Regions from separate parts of the Mus musculus genome. Here all the other regions are linked to region 4. Evidence: chromatin contacts called from public promoter capture Hi-C data. All regions are on one chromosome and are shown on one strand. The core of a region is the stretch at or near the end of the contact, and the rest is flanking DNA. Distances in the headings are between cores, read along the strand shown. Region 1 holds the start of Twf1 (twinfilin actin binding protein 1). Region 2 holds the start of Irak4 (interleukin-1 receptor-associated kinase 4). Region 3 holds the start of Gxylt1 (glucoside xylosyltransferase 1). Region 4 holds the start of Alg10b (asparagine-linked glycosylation 10B (alpha-1,2-glucosyltransferase)).

The links. Promoter capture Hi-C pulls out the DNA fragments that hold promoters and counts their contacts.
Region 1: a promoter capture Hi-C map of pre-B cells shows a contact between it and region 4. The contact joins the promoter of Twf1 here to the promoter of Alg10b in region 4. A contact is called at or near these places in 1 of 39 promoter capture datasets (pre-B cells) and 3 of 484 Hi-C or Micro-C datasets (B cells, CD4 T cells and erythroblasts).
Region 2: a promoter capture Hi-C map of pre-B cells shows a contact between it and region 4. The contact joins the promoter of Irak4 here to the promoter of Alg10b in region 4. A contact is called at or near these places in 2 of 39 promoter capture datasets (the C10 cell line and pre-B cells) and 2 of 484 Hi-C or Micro-C datasets (CD4 T cells and CD8 T cells).
Region 3: a promoter capture Hi-C map of pre-B cells shows a contact between it and region 4, with 6 times the contacts expected there. The contact joins the promoter of Gxylt1 here to the promoter of Alg10b in region 4. A contact is called at or near these places in 1 of 39 promoter capture datasets (pre-B cells) and 1 of 484 Hi-C or Micro-C datasets (Th1 cells).

What each region holds. Positions count from the first base shown.
Region 1 is chr15:94,588,179-94,591,297 of GRCm38.p6, forward strand. It overlaps Twf1 (twinfilin actin binding protein 1), which reads right to left and starts at 1,646. Exons shown (of 9, transcript NM_008971.4): 1 at 1,574-1,646; 2 at 50-127. The coding sequence starts at 1,598.
Region 2 is chr15:94,542,310-94,545,325 of GRCm38.p6, forward strand. Irak4 (interleukin-1 receptor-associated kinase 4) reads left to right here and starts at 1,351. Exons shown (of 12, transcript NM_029926.5): 1 at 1,351-1,517. It overlaps Pus7l (pseudouridylate synthase 7-like), which reads right to left and starts at 1,198. Exons shown (of 9, transcript NM_172437.3): 1 at 1,151-1,198.
Region 3 is chr15:93,273,416-93,276,480 of GRCm38.p6, forward strand. It overlaps Gxylt1 (glucoside xylosyltransferase 1), which reads right to left and starts at 1,764. Exons shown (of 7, transcript NM_001357006.1): 1 at 1,461-1,764. The coding sequence starts at 1,666.
Region 4 is chr15:90,222,961-90,225,990 of GRCm38.p6, forward strand. Alg10b (asparagine-linked glycosylation 10B (alpha-1,2-glucosyltransferase)) reads left to right here and starts at 1,351. Exons shown (of 3, transcript NM_001033441.3): 1 at 1,351-1,648; 2 at 2,697-2,894. The coding sequence starts at 1,478. Mir7648 (microRNA 7648) reads left to right here and starts at 1,400; the gene lies at 1,400-1,452.

The DNA of each region.
Region 1 (3,119 bases), core at 396-2,895, 4.4 Mb after region 4:
AACAGCTAACCCTCCAGGGGCACAGAGTATCTTAAAACTGTTAACTAACCATTTTCGATAGATATTTTCAGAAGTCTGTATTTCCCGTTTCTGGCTCGGGCAAAGATCTCTTTGACATCTTCGCTTGCTGTGGAAAATGATAAAGGGAAAAAGTGTTTAAACCTAGAAGTAGTTTAGTTTGTATTCACCTAAAGAAAACATAAATTAAAGAAACATGTGGAGCATACAGGCCCTTCTTATTGTTACTATAAAACAGAAGCATAAAATACCGGCCTTGGCGAGGAGCAAAAACTAAATACTAGCATTTAGAAGTACAGGAACTTCAACATTTTAGCCACAGAACTCAGTAGCAGAAGTAACACTAGGGTGAATGCTTTCAGTCAAACCCAGTAACAGACAAATTGCTCCATGTTTGAAAATGTTAACAAGTTGCTTCTAATAGTCCAATTTTAAGTTTGTGATGTGTGCTCCTTCATCAAATCATGTCCTGTATCTGTCCATCAAGAACAACAGGATCAAATCTCATATACTGATTAAAGAAAAAACCTGTAAAATACACTAGATCTTACATTTTTCTTGCATCTCTTTGTAAAAAGTTATAGAAGCCACCCAGGAAATAAACATTTAATAACCTATCCCTTGTGTAGTCATCATTGCTTCAAATTCGGTCTTGTGTTGTTGATTGCCAAGCAAGACTAATATTTATGTCTTGTTATATAAAAGGCTCAAACATTAAACAATAATTTTGATATATTTAAATGTCATAAGTAACACGGGGGAGATTAAGTGTTGTTAGATCGGAGACTATTTTTGCCTGCATGTGCACAGAATTAAGTGGTAGTGTCAAAAACCCTTAAAACACAAAACAAGTTATTAAGTGGTCACCCGGGGGAAAGGCTCGGTTAACTATTACGGGAAGTGCTCTAGTTTATATTAGAACTCGTTAAATAACCCCGGGATATATTATTTGATTCCGTAGGAGGTTGAGTACGTCCAAGTTGCCTATTTTCCAACCAGGAAATAATAAACGGCGAGTAAGATACACAAGTAAACTGCACATTCGACTGTCTCCACGGGGTTCATGAGGTGCAGCTACACAGATCAGACTTTGCAGCTGCCTGGGGTGCAAGCATCCAAAGATGGAAAAACACTCCCTACTCGGGATTTCTCCGGAAGGAAGGCACACCCGCGTTCTGAGAGAAAAATCCGGGGAGTTCGGGAGGCAGCCTACAGCGGTGGGAGCTGTTTGGTTTTCAAACGATCTGAGTGCTGGAGCAATCTCCTTTGGCGGGTCCCGAGGAAAAAGTCGCTCGGCTGGCCGGCGGCAGGAGCCCAGCCAGCTTCGGTCTTCCTGCTCTCGGCACGGGGGCCGGGATGCAGCGGGGTCGCCCGGGACATCCTCACATCCTCGGTTCTCTGGCAGCCACCACCGGCCTGTTACGTGGCGGCCGCCGGGGAGGGCCGCGAGGGACACAGTCGGGGCCGTCGCACCCAGAGCAGCTCCAATGCCGTGCGCGCCTCCAGCGTTCCGGCCCGCAGCCTCCCGGGAGCCCCTGCCCCGTGGCGCCGTTACCTTGGATGCCTGTCTGGTGGGACATGGCGGCGGCCCCAGGCTCCCGGCTCCGGCGCAGGGTGCGGTAGCGGCCCCGGCCGGCGGATCCAGGAAGTAGCGGCTCCGCCTGTGCGTCATCGGCCCGCGACTCTCAGCCCCGCCCCCAGCACCAGCCCCGCTCTCCAGCGCGACATAGACCCCGCCTAGGATCCCGCCCCCTGTTCTTTCACTGGCTACTTTCATTGTCGTCACAAGCCCCGCCCCTTAAGCCATTGGCCATGCCCTTTCCCGGCAATCACCCCCCCTTGCCCCCCCCCCCCCCCCCCCCGCTGCTGTTTCTGTCCAGGATGCACCTTCTGGCAGTGGGCTGTGTGTCTATCACACGCCGCAGCGACACACCTCATCAAAATGCTTTAGAGGGAAAAATGGCCATTTTCCGAAACAAACGCTTTCTACATGAAAGACATATCCTTTGCTGTAAAGAAAAGACCATTTTAAGGCGAAAGATAAAACAGTTAAACATTTGCAAAGCAAGATGGGGCTCAAGACCACTCCTGGCCCACTTTAAAATAAGAGACTGTAGAGTTCTCCATTATTTTCCCCGTGATTTGAATCTCAAGCTGTTCACTTTTCAATTGGTCACTATCACACAAAACCACTGTTCTCACCTCAAAAAAGAGAAAAAAAAGTCTATTCTGAAATCAAATATGTGCCCTATCAGGCGGGGAGGAGGCACTAATTCAGGTGACACCCCATCCCAAATATCATGTTTCAACTTGGTAACAGACTTATGAATTTTTTTTTTAGTACCAGAACAAAAGAAAATCACAAATCATCTTTAAAATATATTTGGTGGGGACATGGGGCTATACCCAAAGTGGCGAAATTTCTGCTACTGGTTCAGATATTATCTGAAGAGGGCATCTTTAACCTTTCAATGGGAGAAGCTAAGTGGTCTGTACATTTCCAAGGATGGACTCAGAAGTGGCTAGTAACTGGGATGGCCCAAGATAATTCAGCTTAGGACCTACACCACAGTCCTACACAATCAGGCACTTCTAATCAGCTAGGCAACCTTTTTGAGTCTTGAACAGGTTTGGGGTGGCTTTTTTTTTTTTCTGGAAATTTCAGCTCATAGCACTTTAAGAGACCTCATTGTCCTTTCTCTGGTTCCCCCAAAGAACTGAGTGTGAAACCACTGAGCCATTGAGCTGACCTGAATATCTCTCTGTGGTCAGCTCTACCCTTGGAAACCATTAACAGAGCTTTGCTTTAGGTTAGCCTTTGATTGCTTCAAGTCAAATGTGTGTTCGTAGTTACCTGGATGCAATACATTTGTATGGAAACAGCAGACAGGAGTTACCGTTCTTTCTCACTGTACACTTTTATCGGCATGCATTCCCCTGTGAAAGTTTATTCTATTGTTTATTTTTATGTATGTTTTCTAAGTAGAACTCTAGCTCTAGATTTTAAAGCCTTGGACTAATAAATATATTTATTTTTTTATATTCAAACTCGATTCAGGCAAATGACATAATGACAAGGTATGGAGTCCCTCTTCGAGTAT
Region 2 (3,016 bases), core at 101-2,600, 4.3 Mb after region 4:
CTCAAGCTAATGAAAGGGAATTTCTACCAAGTCACTGGCATAGAAGAAAAGAAAGTCTCATGGTGTTTTCTTGGAGCAGCGGCCCAAGGCCAATTCTATAGGGAATGAATCACAGTCCTCACACAATCTACTCTCTCCACGACACACGGAGCCCTGAGAGAGCAGCTTCACTGCCTAGCTCTTGTATTTCCCAGACTTTACAAGTAATTGATCATCTACATCCTCAGACATTTTCACCCACCAATAATCTAATCTATAGGATTCATCTATAAGCTTTAGGAACCTGTTTTCTTTTCTTTCACACACACACAAAGAAAAAAACTGATTTAATTTCCTGTATAGCATGACTAGCTAATGTGTTCATTATTTACTGTCCATCTTCTTCAACTTAAAGTGTCAGTTCCACATGAGCCAGAATTCTGACTAGCCCATATTCAGAACAGCACCAAGGACATAGTAGGTCTGCAGTAGATACTAGTTGAACAGATACAAGTAGAACACAGTAAGAGCGTTAATGGTGACAAGAAAGAAAGAAGTGTTAACTTTTGTCTATGATAATCAGGAATGGTATATAATAAACTGCTACTTGACTTTGGAAATAGTTCAAGAGACAGAAGCGGGGTAGAAATACCACGTGCAAGTACAATCAAGACGGGCACTGGGGGGGGGGGGGGGAAGGGGGAAGCCCTGACACAGAGCAGAGGGGATAGGGAGAATACAGCTGAAGTAATGCTGACAAGGAAAGATAGTGAACACCCTGTCAAAGGTTGGCATCTGCCCCCGTGGAGTTGTTTCTAATGGCAGATGGAAATCAGCAGTCAGCTCTGACCAAGTCCACAGGGGTCCTCGGAACCCTAGGGATTGTTGGAAAAGAAAGACCATAGGACGGCTTTCCAGGCTACACGTGGGGACAGTGCAGCACGAAGGCATGGCAGTCAAGCAGCTAGTCAAGAGGCGGGCAGACAGGGCACGTGGGGGCGAGGGTGGCAAGAGCTCCTCCTCCGCTCCGCGGGGCGAGCCGAGGCTGCAGAGGGACTCCCACCCCAACCCCACCCCGCTCCCTGGGCGCCGCCACCACGCCTCCCTCCCCGGTCCAGCAGTCTTGGATCCACCGGTGACCCGGCATCCTAATAGACTCTGTGAGCTCTACCTCGCTTCCGTGAGAAAGTGGTCCGCCGAGTGACACAGTGCGCATGCCCAGAAGCCTTTCCGCCGCCTAGCCTCTTACAGGGACATTTAAAGGGACAGGCTCCGGTTGGTGTAGCTCTTCCCTGGGTGGAGCTCGGGGAGGGAAAGGCGTGGCCTTCCGGATTGGCTCCGCCCCTATACTCTCACCCTTAGCTGACCTGCCCTCCCTGTCCCACAGGGGGATATGATGCCCCGGTGACCCGCAGCATCCCGATCGCAGGCAGTCTGAAGTCGCCTGGTGGTCCTGCGTCCTCCACCCCCGAGTCCTCGCCGGACCGTGGCGGGACGCCGATCGCCTTGTCCAGGAAGCGAGGGACGTCCGAGAGGAAGTAGGTTGTATGAGGAAGGCTGATCTCAAGCCACGATCTCTCCGCTGTCCTCTGTCCCGGGCCGGGTTGGTGATCAGTCGCTTCGCTCCAGAACCAGGAAATGGGCGCACTCGGGCAGAGGAGGCTTGGGGAGCCCCGCAGCCTCTGTGCGCTGCTCTGCCGCCGGAGTGTCTCGCTTGCTCGCTATGGGGAGCATAGGAAGCTAGCTGTAGTCAGACAGTCCAACAGGTAGAGGGAGAGGTAAGCGCAAGACAGATTGGAAGCAAGAGAGGGGCAGGAAAAGCATTCCCAAGAGAGCAAGAAAGCACCATTAGCTTTCGGAATGGACACAGTGGCCCCAAAGCAGGAAATTTAAAAAAAAAAAAAAATCGATTTTTCCGTTTCTGGGAGTAATTCTTCAAGATGTATGCCAAAGAGCTCAGGGTTTTTTTTTTTAATTCTCCTATTTTCATGCTAAACATTTTTGCTTCCTACATGTTTCAAGACTGATCTGATCACTCCGGCCAAACTTGGGCCTCCCAGTCTTGTCTTTGTTGTGTTCCCTGTTCAAACAGAAACAAACAAAAAACAAACAAACAAAACAACTTAGGAGATGAATTCGCACTCTACAGTAGCACAGACTTCTGTTGACTGCACTGCAGACAACAACGGACTGAACCGCTGAGCCTGTAAGCCAGCCCCAATTGAATGCTGTCCTTTATAAGAATTGCCTTGGTCATGGTGTCTCTTCACAGCAATGGAAACCCTAACTGAGACAAGTCACCAACTGGGAACCAAGTACTCAAATGAGGGACGATGGAATCCCCTCCTGTTCAAACCACCGCAGGCAGCGTTTAACAGACTGCCAAATGCATTCTCAGCTTGCTACCTTCTTCCATCATTAGAATAAAACTCCCCTGTGTTCTTGCCTCCCTTTTCTCCCTATTCTTCCTAACGTTTTATTTTTCAGGCACCTGGATTAATATCTGTCACAGATAGGACATGTCTTGGTGAATGGATGACATTATACATTTTAGTATACCCAAAGCGTTTTAGTGGCCACTGAAGTATGTCAGTGTTTAGAAATTGTGGACATCTCTCGGCATCTCAAAGGTCTTTTGGCAGATGCATCAGGAACAAACGGGGCTGCTGTAGGGTGAGAGGCATTGGGACAGCTAGTGTAGAACATGGTTGTTTGGGTATGGGGGAAGTTCAGACTGCGTAAAAGTATAAGGAAGAAGTGACCAGGGGGAGGGGCCAGAGTGGGAAGAAACCAAAAATTCTTATATAGGAGGAAGCTTGCTGGGCTTTTTGTTTTTGTGGGGTTTTTTTGTTTTTTTTTTTTGTTTTGTTTTTTGTACTTTGTTGTTATTGTTGTTGTTTGTTTTACTTTGCATTTTTTTTTTTTTGGTCTGTTCCCTGTGTCTTTGGGCCCCATCTCAATCCACAAGCATTGTTCACAGAGGAGAGGGCACAAAGGTCACCCCTAGCAGTCAGGTCTAGTCTTTCAGAGCACTGTA
Region 3 (3,065 bases), core at 514-3,013, 3.1 Mb after region 4:
AACTCCTGGAGGGGTTGAACTCGGCACCTGACAAGGCAAGTCCCTTATGGCTGGGATACAAACTCAGTCCTTGGTCTGTTGAACCTGGGTCTCATTATGCAGCCCAGGCTGGCCTGGAACTCCCAATGAAAACCAGACAGGTACTGAATTTTCCATCCTCCTACCTTACCTCCTGAATGCTGAGAATACAGGTGTAAGCCACCAAGCCTAGTTTGAAATAATCGTTTCAAATAGGATATACTAGTTGAAAGGAGATTTCTCTCAAACACTGTCCTTACCATTTAAAAATGTTTTCCTTCCAAGTTGGATTTTTTTTCCCCAAATACTTCTTATGTAATTCTGGGCAATTAATACTTTTGTTTTGTTTTGTTTTGTTTTGTTTTTTGAGACAGGGCTCCTCTGTAGAGCCCCGGATATCCTGGACATTGCTCTGCGGACCAGGCTGGCCTCGAACTCAGAGATCTGCCTATTTCTGCTTCCCGAGTGCTGAAATTAAAGACATGCACCACCACCGCCAGGCTTTTAAATGTGTAGCCCAGGCTGGCCTCGAACTCATGGTCCTCCTGCCTCCGCTCTCCTCGGCAAATCCTACTGGGGGTCTGGGGGTGTAGGTTGTAGGCAGTGGAACCTGAGAGCACACCTATACCCCACATTTCTCTGACTACAATCAAACCATAAACCAAGAGCTCACTATCTCCATGCTAGCTTCTCTTTTACCCGCTTCCCGCTGGAAAAGACCATCAACTCTCAGATGCTACATAGACAACAGCTCAAAGTGGATGTACTCTTTTTACAATTCCTGTCTTCCACTCTCCAATTAGTTGGTCTCAGAACTGCCCAAACACAGGAATCCACCAAGGAGGCAGTGCGAATTAAGTAAACTGCCCAAACAGTTTTCCATTTAAATTTCATGATTCTAACCGTGGCAGTGACTTATGCAAATCCACCAACTCATTATGCTGTGTTATAAATATTCATTTCTTTTTTTTTAAAGTGATTTCTTCATACCTTACTCCTCCCATAGATATAAGCATATTAAGTATCACTCATGTTTCTGAACTTCCTTTACGTTTCCAAAAAAACGAATATTTTCAAAATAAAAATTCACAGCTCGCTTTATGCCACATCCAGATTTCTTTAGCTACGGCTACTGATAAAAAGCTAAGATTTAGGCGGAAAATTTAGACACCTGGGAGGTGGAGGGCTCAACTAGGGCGCCAGCCTGATTCTCAAATTACTCAGCTTCGACTCCATGGAAACAGGAGGGAATCCCACTAGCCGCAGTGTAATTAGGATTTTGTGGGACACCACTTACTTCCAACGAACCTTTCAGAAAGTTGCAAAGCGATTCAATTTCTAACTGGTCTAACACTGAATCTGAAGCCAGCCAGCCAGTGCTCGGTGATGGAGCGGCGCGTCCGGCCCTCCCAGACCTCCACTCCCGGCAATGCGGCTCATACCTGCCCGTCCGGCCCGGGCCCGCGCTGCCCGCGCCTCTCCCCGTGCCGCGTCCACCGTCCGCCAGCCAGGAAACTACCGCGGCCTGCGGCCTGCGGCCCCCGGCAGCTCCTTCCTCCAAGGACACCGCGAGCTGGCTGAAGGCGTACAGCAGCGAGCAGAAGCCGCAGGCCAGGCACAGCCCTACGACCCGCAGGTAGCGCCGCATCCCGGCCCGCGCTGCCGCCACCGCCGCTGCCGCCGTCACCGCCGTCACCGCCGCCGCCGCCGCGCCCGCCCGGGCGAACTACGAAGAATCGCAACGCGCAGCCGCAGCGTGACCAGCCTGGTTCCCGCCCCTCCCCGCTCCGCCCCTCCGCCCGAATCCCCGCCAGGTCCCACTCGGTCCCATGCCGCCCAAGCCCAGCACCCCACACGACACGCCCCTAGCCCTGCCATGCCCCGCCCCGCTCACAGCCCCTCCCACATCCGGCGCAGGCCCCGCCTCTGTTTCAAACCACAGCCCCTGCCTGGTATTGTCCCGCCTCCGGGCCACGCCCCAACGCCCGGCCAAGGCTCCGCCTCCGCAGCGCACCCGGAAGCGGAGCTGAGCGCTGGCGCTCTCCCGGCCTTCACGCCGAGCCTTGAGATGGATGCTGGTTCCTCTTTACAGATTGCCCGGCTCTGAGCTGTGGACAAGTGTAGCGAAAGAAGCAGGGCTGTAGGCCCTTGCCCTAAATCTGCGATTTTTCTTTGCGCAGTTTGTGGCGCTGGGCAACTTGAATTCTCAGGCATCGCTGCGTTGACTAAAAAGAAACCGTGGTTACCGCACTTGCTAACTCTTCCTCGACCCATCCTGCTCCTCACGGACCTCAGCGTCGGGTCTAAAACATCTGTGCTTCGTGGGATGTCGTAAGGCGGCGGTAGTGCAATGGTGCTTTGCTTGCCCATCCACACAAGGCTGGGAAGGCAGCCTTATTAGACGTTGCTGACAAATCATTTGCATACCCAAAGCAAAACTGGTCCTCTCCAAACCCGGCCTCCCTTCCTTCCCGCCACACTCCACGCCTTGAGCTGGGTCACGCTGAAGCCTCGTAGGGACCTAGGGACGGGGAGGAAGGCAGATATTGAGAATGTGCAGCTCGGGGACTTTGGTACGGGAGACCTGTGGACGATTTAACAAAGCTTAAACTCTATGATTATTCTTAGTCCCTTAATAGGCTTTCGTTGACCAATCGTGTCATACCCAACATACTTTTGGCTCAAAACCTTTAAAGCAACCTCATCGAATCAATGGTTTCCACCATTCTGAAAGCTTAAAATGTCATTAGATGAGATCTGACACCTGTCAGTTTTTCCTGTTTGCTATAATCAATCTGATGGTCCAACCGGTATCTGGAAACTGCCTTAACTTCTGACTTTATTCTGTATTGGAACGTGTTATTCCACCCAACCCGAATCCATGTTCCCAGGCAATACACACGCCATTCACATCTGGTGCAAAAGCTCTTATTCCCTTTTGAAGAAGGCTGTTGTACAAAGACAGGATAGCCACCGGGTGTGGACACGCCCCAAAGTGAGTCGCTTGTACCTTCCAGTTAGTATAGCAGAGTATTCCTGAGCGAGGG
Region 4 (3,030 bases), core at 101-2,600:
ATGTCCAACCAAGTTCTTAGTGGCAATTATTCTGACGAGAATGTCTAGCATAGGAAGGCAGCCTTGTGCTCTTCCCTTTATCCATCATATCTAGCAAGGGCCAGAAGCTTCTATGGTATGCACTGGCCATGATTGAGCAAGCCCACTGGGCCTGAGGTCAATTGTAGACTAAATTATCTGGGAATGGTCTCAAATTGGTAAGTGTAACGTGTTCTCTGTAATCAAAGAGGATGTAAAGGGTGGAGGGAGTTAAGAAACGTCATCATGAATCCTAACGTAATTTAATTCTGGTTATTTCTAATAGTCGAGGAGAACTAGTAGAATACCCAGTTTCTTTTGATTCCAAGGTTGACAATTTAAAAGCAATCTCAGCTGCTATATGATGTGCTGCTGGCAAAATCAACCCGAATTTTCCAGAAGCTTTTCCTACAAAGCATCACCAACCATGCTGAAAACATACTTTGTCTTCAGCTTTCTTCAAATATCTTCCACCGTCAGTCTCAATTCCAATCTCACAATAAAGGGGTTATCTGAAGTCTCCGTAGCCCTCAACTTCATACATGTGAGCACTTTTTGAGACTACACACATAAATACTCCATCGCACCACACATTAAGATGCATAAGGGAAACGTACTCCAACAGAGACAGATATTAATGACTATTTATTACCTATTTTTAAGGACGACATTTACAGTGTCCCAGGCTGATCTAGAACTGGGAACAATCCTCCTGCCTCAGCCTCTCAAATGGGGCCAGTACAAGTGTGAGCCACCACTCACGGCAATAGCAACTAAAATTATATTCACGGAGGAGTGTTCCTCACCTACAAATGCCCCAACTCCTCACCAGGCACCAGGAAAATATTGCCCTGTAAACGAATAGATTCTTCAAAAGGGAAAGTCGCCCTGAAGCGAAGGGCTGGTTGTATGTTTCCATCTAAAAAGCATCAACCTTCATTATCAGCCAGAGACGATGAGAGGAAAAGCATTGTAATGATGGTTTTAGCGTCTCATCTCACTGGCAATGGAGAACAGGGATAACCGCAAACGAATGCAGTTTGGGAGCTTGGAGGTTAGAAAGCTGGGACCACTCATCGCCTTCTGGAGAGCAACAGACAACACAAGACACCCTTCTTTTCCAGAGCCTAGCGGCGGCGGCAGCATCACCTACAACAGCTCCCGCGCCCGAGCCCAGACCCGCCCCTCCCTCAGCCTCTGGCCACTCTGAGAGCTGCGAGCAGTGATTGACAGAGAAACCGTCCCGTCGTTGCATAAATGCTCCACTCCGGAACCGGTGACCCCCCCCCCCCCCACGCTTCCGTCCGACGCTCTCCCAGCATCCATTGCGTTGCGTCCTGTTCCCTGCTGTCCCTCGTCCCGCAGCGCTGGGCCTCTGAGCCCGCGTTCCGGGCTCGGCGCTCCGGGCTGCCCAGGGCTGGGCCCGGGACGCGGCTGCCCGCCCGCCCGCCCGCCCGCCATGGCGCAGCTGGAGGGCTATTACTTCTCGGCCGCCTTGAGCTGCACCTTCCTGGTGTCCTGCCTGCTCTTCTCCGCCTTCAGCCGCGCTCTGCGGGAGCCGTACATGGACGAGATCTTCCACCTGCCGCAGGCGCAGCGGTACTGCGAGGGCCGCTTCTCCCTGTCGCAGGTTGGTCTCTGCTGGCCCTGCCCCCGGGACGGATCCTCCCAACCTGTGCCTTTCCTCTCCCCGTCAGCCCTCCCAGACTTAAACCGTGAAGGGAGCTGCCTAGTGACTGTACCTAGCCTCGAGATTATGGCATATTTGTTAGGTGAATGCATAAAGATGATAGCTCCTCTTGGCAGTTGACCGATTTGTCTAACTAAGCCCTAGCACTAGAGACATGCAGGTGCTCCCTTGAACATGCATTAAAAACTACCTAAAGCTTAACCTATGAGGTTTTCCACCCGGTATTTTGAACGCGGAGTGGAGGATCTTAGGGCCCCCCAAAAGTTGATAGTTTTATTCTAACTTCATTCTTGGTCGTAGAAACTTACTGTTGTCTGGATTAAATTGGCAACTAGTCAGATTGCATCATTTAAAAAAATACATATCTGACTACAGAAATATGCACAGTGCAAAGAATCTTAAGATCCACCAGAGTTCTCATTATTGTTTGCCTGGTAGTTTGTAAAATTGGGACCTGGACAATTTAGTCGCAGAATATGCATTTTCTAAAGAGCAAGCCTTAGGAAGTAGAAATGAATAACTTACTGTCTGTTGGTTGTTGTCACCTTAATAATGGCAGACAGATTTGAGACAGGGAGCAAAACGTTCTTAAAATGGGGCTGGGGTGGTAGCTCAGTGGTTGAGAGCTCTTGCTGTTGTCCTGGAGAAGGCTACCAGACTTCTTTCTACCACAGTGAGCTGCTCACAACCATCTGTGACTCTAGGTCCAGAGGATCCAGTGCCACCTTCTGGCTTCCTCGGGTACCTGCATGCAGATGTTGCAAATAAGTATACTCAGGTGCATGGCACACACACTACATCTTAAAAATAAAACTTAAGAGATGTCTAGTCTGCCAGGATTTATTAATTATGTCATAGACGATCCTCTCCAAGTTCTTCATTATTAGGACAAATGAAACTTGATTATTTATTTATTTATCTTTTTTTGGCATTTTATATCAATGGGATAACTCTTGCTGTGCTTGACTGGTGGTCTTTTCTTTCTAAGTGGGATCCTATGATCACTACATTACCTGGCCTGTATCTGGTGTCGGTCGGTGTGGTCAAACCTGCCAGCTGGCTCCTTGGATGGTCTGAGCATGTGATCTGCTCCATTGGGGTGCTCAGATTTGTCAATCTTCTCTTCAGCGTTGGCAACTTCTACTTGCTGTATTTGCTCTTCAGGAAGGTGCAACCCAGAAACAAGGTATGTGCAGGATACAGTTACAACAAGTTTCCGTGCACTAAAGTCCACAGTGAGGAATTGGCTTTATAAGTTACGGAAGAAAATGTCTACCAGTTAGAGTGTTGGTGTCTGTTTTTCAAACCTAAGTGGAAATTCT